2 separate regions of the Mus musculus genome follow, and region 2 is linked to region 1. Evidence: chromatin contacts called from public Micro-C data. All regions are on one chromosome and are shown on one strand. Each heading gives the region's core, a stretch centred on a gene start, on an enhancer-like site or on the middle of the called end of the contact. The rest is flanking DNA. Distances are from core to core; before and after follow the strand shown. Region 1 holds the start of Tbx15 (T-box 15). Region 2 holds the start of Nhlh2 (nescient helix loop helix 2).

What was found. Hi-C and Micro-C count contacts between places; a contact is called where the count stands out from the background.
Region 2: a contact with region 1 is called in a Micro-C map of embryonic stem cells, with 6 times the contacts expected there. The contact joins the promoter of Nhlh2 here to the promoter of Tbx15 in region 1. A contact is called at or near these places in 4 of 39 promoter capture datasets (cranial neural crest, embryonic stem cells, hippocampal neurons and 1 more), 4 of 484 Hi-C or Micro-C datasets (embryonic stem cells and epiblasts) and 1 of 115 datasets of contacts at active chromatin or transcription factors (embryonic stem cells).

The regions. Positions count from the first base shown.
Region 1 is chr3:99,252,316-99,255,015 of GRCm38.p6, forward strand. Tbx15 (T-box 15) reads left to right here and starts at 1,445. Exons shown (of 8, transcript NM_009323.2): 1 at 1,445-1,770. The coding sequence starts at 1,566.
Region 2 is chr3:102,008,789-102,011,488 of GRCm38.p6, forward strand. Nhlh2 (nescient helix loop helix 2) reads left to right here and starts at 1,357. Exons shown (of 3, transcript NM_178777.3): 1 at 1,357-1,537; 2 at 1,947-2,271.

The DNA.
Region 1 (2,700 bases), core at 195-2,694:
TTTTAAGTTCCTAGGTTATCTGTGGTGAATGAACGGTCCTGAAAGCTTTAAAAGTGAGGCGTGGGAGCAAAGGGAGATCATTAGTAAGAGATGAGAGCCAAGTTCTGGAGATGAGGGGATTTGAAGAAATTTTGAAAAAGTTCCTTCCCAGCTATCAGAAGTCTTATCTATCTCCCCCCCACCCCCAACCCCGGCACCCGCTGTGGGTTCTTTGGAATAAGAGCCCGGGATAGGCGAAGCGCAGCTCAGAGTCTGCTGCGCTATGAAAGTTACTATTTGTGTGGTGCAGGGGCCCAGTCTAGCAGGGTAAGTTTGCAGACCCCGAGGCAAGCTAAGCGGCCCATGCAGGTCTCTTAACTCTCAGCGTGTCTGTCTCCTCCCTCCATCAGGTAGAACAAGGAGCGTGAAGTCCTGAAATGTTCAGTTATAAGGCCGAATGGCAGCAGGAAAATTTTTTGTTGTTGTTGTTTCGTTTTGCCTTAACCGGACCCGCTTAGAAAGTCATTGATCTGGAACACAGTAGAAACCTGCGTAGAGAAATTTGGGCAGATCTCAAAGCCCCTGGGGGCATGGGTGATATGATCAGAAATATCTTCTGCCTTTTTTTTTTTTTTTTTTTTTTTTTTTTTGAGGAGAGGGACAGGTTAGCATTTTGTCACAGCATCAGCTTCCCAGATCTGCATCTGAACTGAGTATGATAGCTAGCTCTATTAGATCCTGAGAGTTTGGAAGGAAACTGTATGGATTCGTATTTGGACTTGTAGAGTCTATAAGGGCGAAGATCAGATTTTGACTTTGAGCTGTCCCGACTGCCCTCCTCCTACAGAGAAACAAGTCGGGTGCCGGGAAGCCAGGGGTTAAAGTTGGCAGAGAAGCATCCTGGGGATGGCCAGCGCACAGCCTTGGCCCGAGCCTCAGTCTCTCCCTTCTCCCCATTGGCCCGAGCTCTCGGGCTTTCTCTTGTTCCTTTCTTGCCATTGGCTGGGGGCTGGCTTTCCTCCCCTCTGCCTTTTTCTGCTCCCCCTCCCTTTTCCCTCACCCCTCGGACAGGAGCTCACTGCCTACCCCCTGTTCCTCGGGAAGGGAGGAATTCAGGGGGGAAAAGTTTCCCAGAAGTTTGGATCAGGGAAGGACGGGAAGAACGAGTGGGGAAGGGGGAGAGGGAGGAGAAAAAGGAAGAGGGAGTGAATTTAAAAAAAAAAAAAAAAAAGAAAGAAAGAAAAGAAAAAAAAAAAAGAAAAGATGAAGTTCAGTCAGCAGAGTTTGTGAGCGCCTGCCCGGGTGGGTGGGGAGCTGGACTCAGTGCTCCATGCAACGGGCGGGCGGCGTTCCCCGCGCTAGTTCCTAGAGGCTGGGGCAGCTGGGGGCACCGGTCTGATCCGGCGGTCGAGGGCGGGGGAGGACACGGAGGGAGGGCGCAGATCACCCGCGGAGCCGCCGCCCCAGTTTCGGCCGCGGCGCCGCCGCCTCTCCAGGGCCGGGTCGGCGGGCGCTCGGAGCGTGCGGCCGCGGGGCTGCCAGCTCAGTAGCGCGGGCTAGAGGAGACCCGGGTGCGGGCGGCTAAAATGAGTGAACGGAGAAGATCTGCAGTCGCCCTGAGCTCCCGAGCACATGCCTTCTCCGTTGAAGCCTTGATCGGCTCAAATAAAAAGCGGAAACTGCGAGACTGGGAGGAGAAGGGGCTGGACTTGTCCATGGAGGCGCTGAGTCCCGCAGGCCCACTCGGAGACACAGACGACCCGGCGACACACGGCCTGGAGCCCCACCCGGGTGAGTGTGTCGGATCGGACGACGGGAGGCGGGTGGAGAAGGAACACCAGCCGGTATCCCCGCGAGTGGAGGGAGGCCCTGCCTGCTGACTCCCTGCCTCACTCCGACGGGGGTTCCTTTTTCTTGGCATAAATACCTTGAGCCTCCCTAAATTCGCCGGAACCAATTTGGGGGCCTGGCCCGAGCCTTGCATTTTAATCGCCAATTTCAAGGCCTACTTGCGTCCATCCCCCTTCTCTTGTGTCAGAGACTGAGGGCTGCGGGTCCCTGGGTTTGAAAGAGCTCAGTCAAAGACACTGGAGAAAGAGCCCAGTGGATCTGAGACTTGCTTCCGTGCTTCTGAGAGCCCCCGAGTGCTGCCAGACGAAGCCTATAAGGCAGCCATGGGAAATGTTCCGGTTTTCTCTTTTAGTTTCTCTCTCAACTAAGTTTTAGATGGTGGAGTATAATTATTTCTATTTCACTGGGGACATAGTAGATAGACACTGTATCCTGAGACCCAGGTCTTTAATCCGTGCCCACATCTCAGTATTTGGGTGGGTGCACGTTTCAACTAATTTTCTTAGATCTCTCCATATTGTACATAATTAATATGCACAAAACACTTAAAACTCAAGGCGGATGTCAATGTGTGTATTTTAACAGAACCCTAAGAGGGAGAAAACAGCTTCACATTTTGTATTTAGTGCCAAGATTTCAACAGTGCAAAACAGCCCGGGGGAACAGCTGTTGTCAAAATCCTGTAAGCACGCTCACAAACACTACACTCATAACTCGGTTTAGCGGCTTCAGAATATTTTCAACAACTAGTATTTTCAGCCCAGATTTCTAAGGCCCTGCAGAAGGTGTCCCTGCGGACCAGCTAGGATCCAGGACTAGACTCCTTGTCCTACACGGCTTGGGGGTGGGGGGGAAGAGTCAGGCAGCCGC
Region 2 (2,700 bases), core at 107-2,606, 2.8 Mb after region 1:
GGGTAGCTCTACAGCCCTCCCCTGAGGACAATACCTCTTTATAGGACAAAGGTGATTATGAAGAGAAAGTGAAGGTTCTCCTCTCCACAAAAACTCACCTAGGAACAGGGAGACAGGAGGTTGGCTATTATTCTCTCATTTCCTCTAAGCTTAATCAATCTAAAAAAAAATAGTATTTGGGTGTGATGGTACATGCCTTTAATCCCAACACATGAGAAGCAGAAACAAGCATATCTCTATGAGTTTGAGGTCAGCCTGGTCTCCATGGTGAGGGTCAGGCCAGCCAGGGCTGCATAGTGAGACCTTGTCAAAAATACCAAAAAGAAAGAAAGACAGGAAGGAAGAAAGGAAGGAAGATAGACAGAAAGAAGACAGAATTAGTGGTATCACTGGCAATGTGTAAATAATAGCAAATAATATATAATTGATAGTGACTAACAGTAAATTTCCCTTAATTTTGTAAAACACATAAATTTGGGACTGGAGGTCATCTTAGGCAAAGGCATTGCATGCTAGAATACTTAATATTTACATTTTAGCACAATTACATTGCCACCCAGCTAAATATATTCACTCACGTGTTAGGATGGGCAAGAATAAAGTACTGTCTTTGCACATACTGTGTGTCATATTTTACAGCGAATAATGAACATGAGTAAATGGGTAAAGAAAAAGAAAACCAAACATAACTCAAAAAGTAGAATTATCTAGTGGTCTCTAACTACTTGGATTCTGCTCCTAATTCCACCAATGATTTAAACTAATGTGTCAAACGTCCTTTAAAATATCATCTATTAATAAGCTGGTCTCATAGTAGAACCTTTCTCCAAAACATCCATATGCTTAAATAATCATGATTAAAGCATCCTCTAAAAGACACTTCACTTTACATAAATGTTAGCATTGCCTGTCTGGATCGTTCACCTTAATTACAGTGTCATAGACAGAATATGCTTTCATGTGCCCAGCACAACTATTTTTCTAACTATTGATTTAAAAAAATGCTGGCTCACAAAATGCCAGAGGAATTTTCCATGTTCATATAGTGTCTACTTGCACTTAAATATTGCATCAATAATCTGAAAACAAGGAACCGCCTGTGTGGCCAGACGCTGTAGATGCTATGGCTTCTATCATGGGCTGCTTTCAACTGCTATATTTTATGGCACAGATTCAGTGGGAATCTGATCTGCTAAAATATTTGGGCTGTGAAAACTCCCACACTGTGACAGATGTCAAGTCCAATTAAGTGACTCGTGTCCAGGTTTCTGTCCAATAGGATTTCCCATTAAATATCAATTTAGGGGGAAAAAATTCCATCCCCCTTCTTAAGCCTTTATCTCTTCCACCATCTCCAGGCTAAATCAATTGGTACCAGAAGAGCCAAGAAGCCACACAGGCAGCTGCCTCTCCTCTCTGGCTCTCCCAAGCTCCCCTTTCTCTGCTTCCCTGTCACTGTTACTCCAGAAGACGTCCACTTCTCTCCAATCTCTCTCCAGCATCTCCAAGCTACTGACTATATACATTTCACCACAAGGTAAAGAGGGGAGGGAGTGGGGTAGGGTAGGGGGTGTAACCAAACCTTGAAAGACTTTGAAACTGCAAAATTGGCGTCTGCTTATACAACACAGAAGTAGATGAGGGACAAGACAGAGGCAACCTTAAGCCCTAGTTACTGTATTGTTGTTCCTGGGAACTGGGGAGACACCGGCTGAACAAAGCATTATCTTGAAGAAGAAGAGAAAAATCACTTCTGAGCCCCTTCCATCCCTGACCGCACTTCCCAGTTTCGCCCCAGCCCGATTAAGGGAAGGGAAGGAGTCCTCAAGGAATGGAATTTTATCTTAACCATCTTTCTTATTGATTATTCTGCTATTAGAAAGTGGAGGAATCGTCCCTTTGATGTGATTGTTTTTATCTCAGCATCTCTTTTGTTATTTATACAGCCCTTTGAGTGGGGAGGCGTGAGGTTTCAACACTTCGACTTATAAAGATCAACAACGAATTTTCCTGAAATGTTTAAGAACAGTTAAAAACAAACCAACAAACAAACAAACGGGCGTTTTCAATCCATCAACTAAGTGAACAACCATACACCCGCTAAGACACCGCCGCTCGTTGTGGTGGTCGGCGAGATGACAGCTGCTTTTTCATCTGCGAATGTAATAAATATTGGCTGCTTTTAATATTTGCCAGGATCTCTCCTCCTTGTTTCCTGGAATTTTAACTCTAAAAGATTGACGAAAAGATTATCGACAGGGCTCTTGCAAGGTAAGACATCTTCACGTCTCTTTTTCTTTAGATTAAGTTGAGTCATATTGTATTTTATAGATGTATTCCTCACACATGGTCATAGACTTAAATGCCCACGAGAAATACCATTTATGACTATTTAAATATCTGGAGGATTTAAACGCGTGGGGGGACAGCCCGGGAACTTTTTGTCCGATCTGTAACTATGTCGTGGTTTGCTATGATTTTTCTCCCTGTGTATTTCTACCTCTTCACGCCAACTGCGTAGGTGTGAGTTGTTTCACTTATAAACGTAGAGAAAAGCCTGGGGGGCGGGGGGAGCAGCATGCAGTTCGTTTGGTTCATTTATTGTTATTCTGAGGATCCGTTTTCCTTGCACGGAAAGCTGTTTCTGAGCTCAGGTCTCTCCTGGGCAAATTCGAGGCCAGGAGCCGAACCTACATCCCC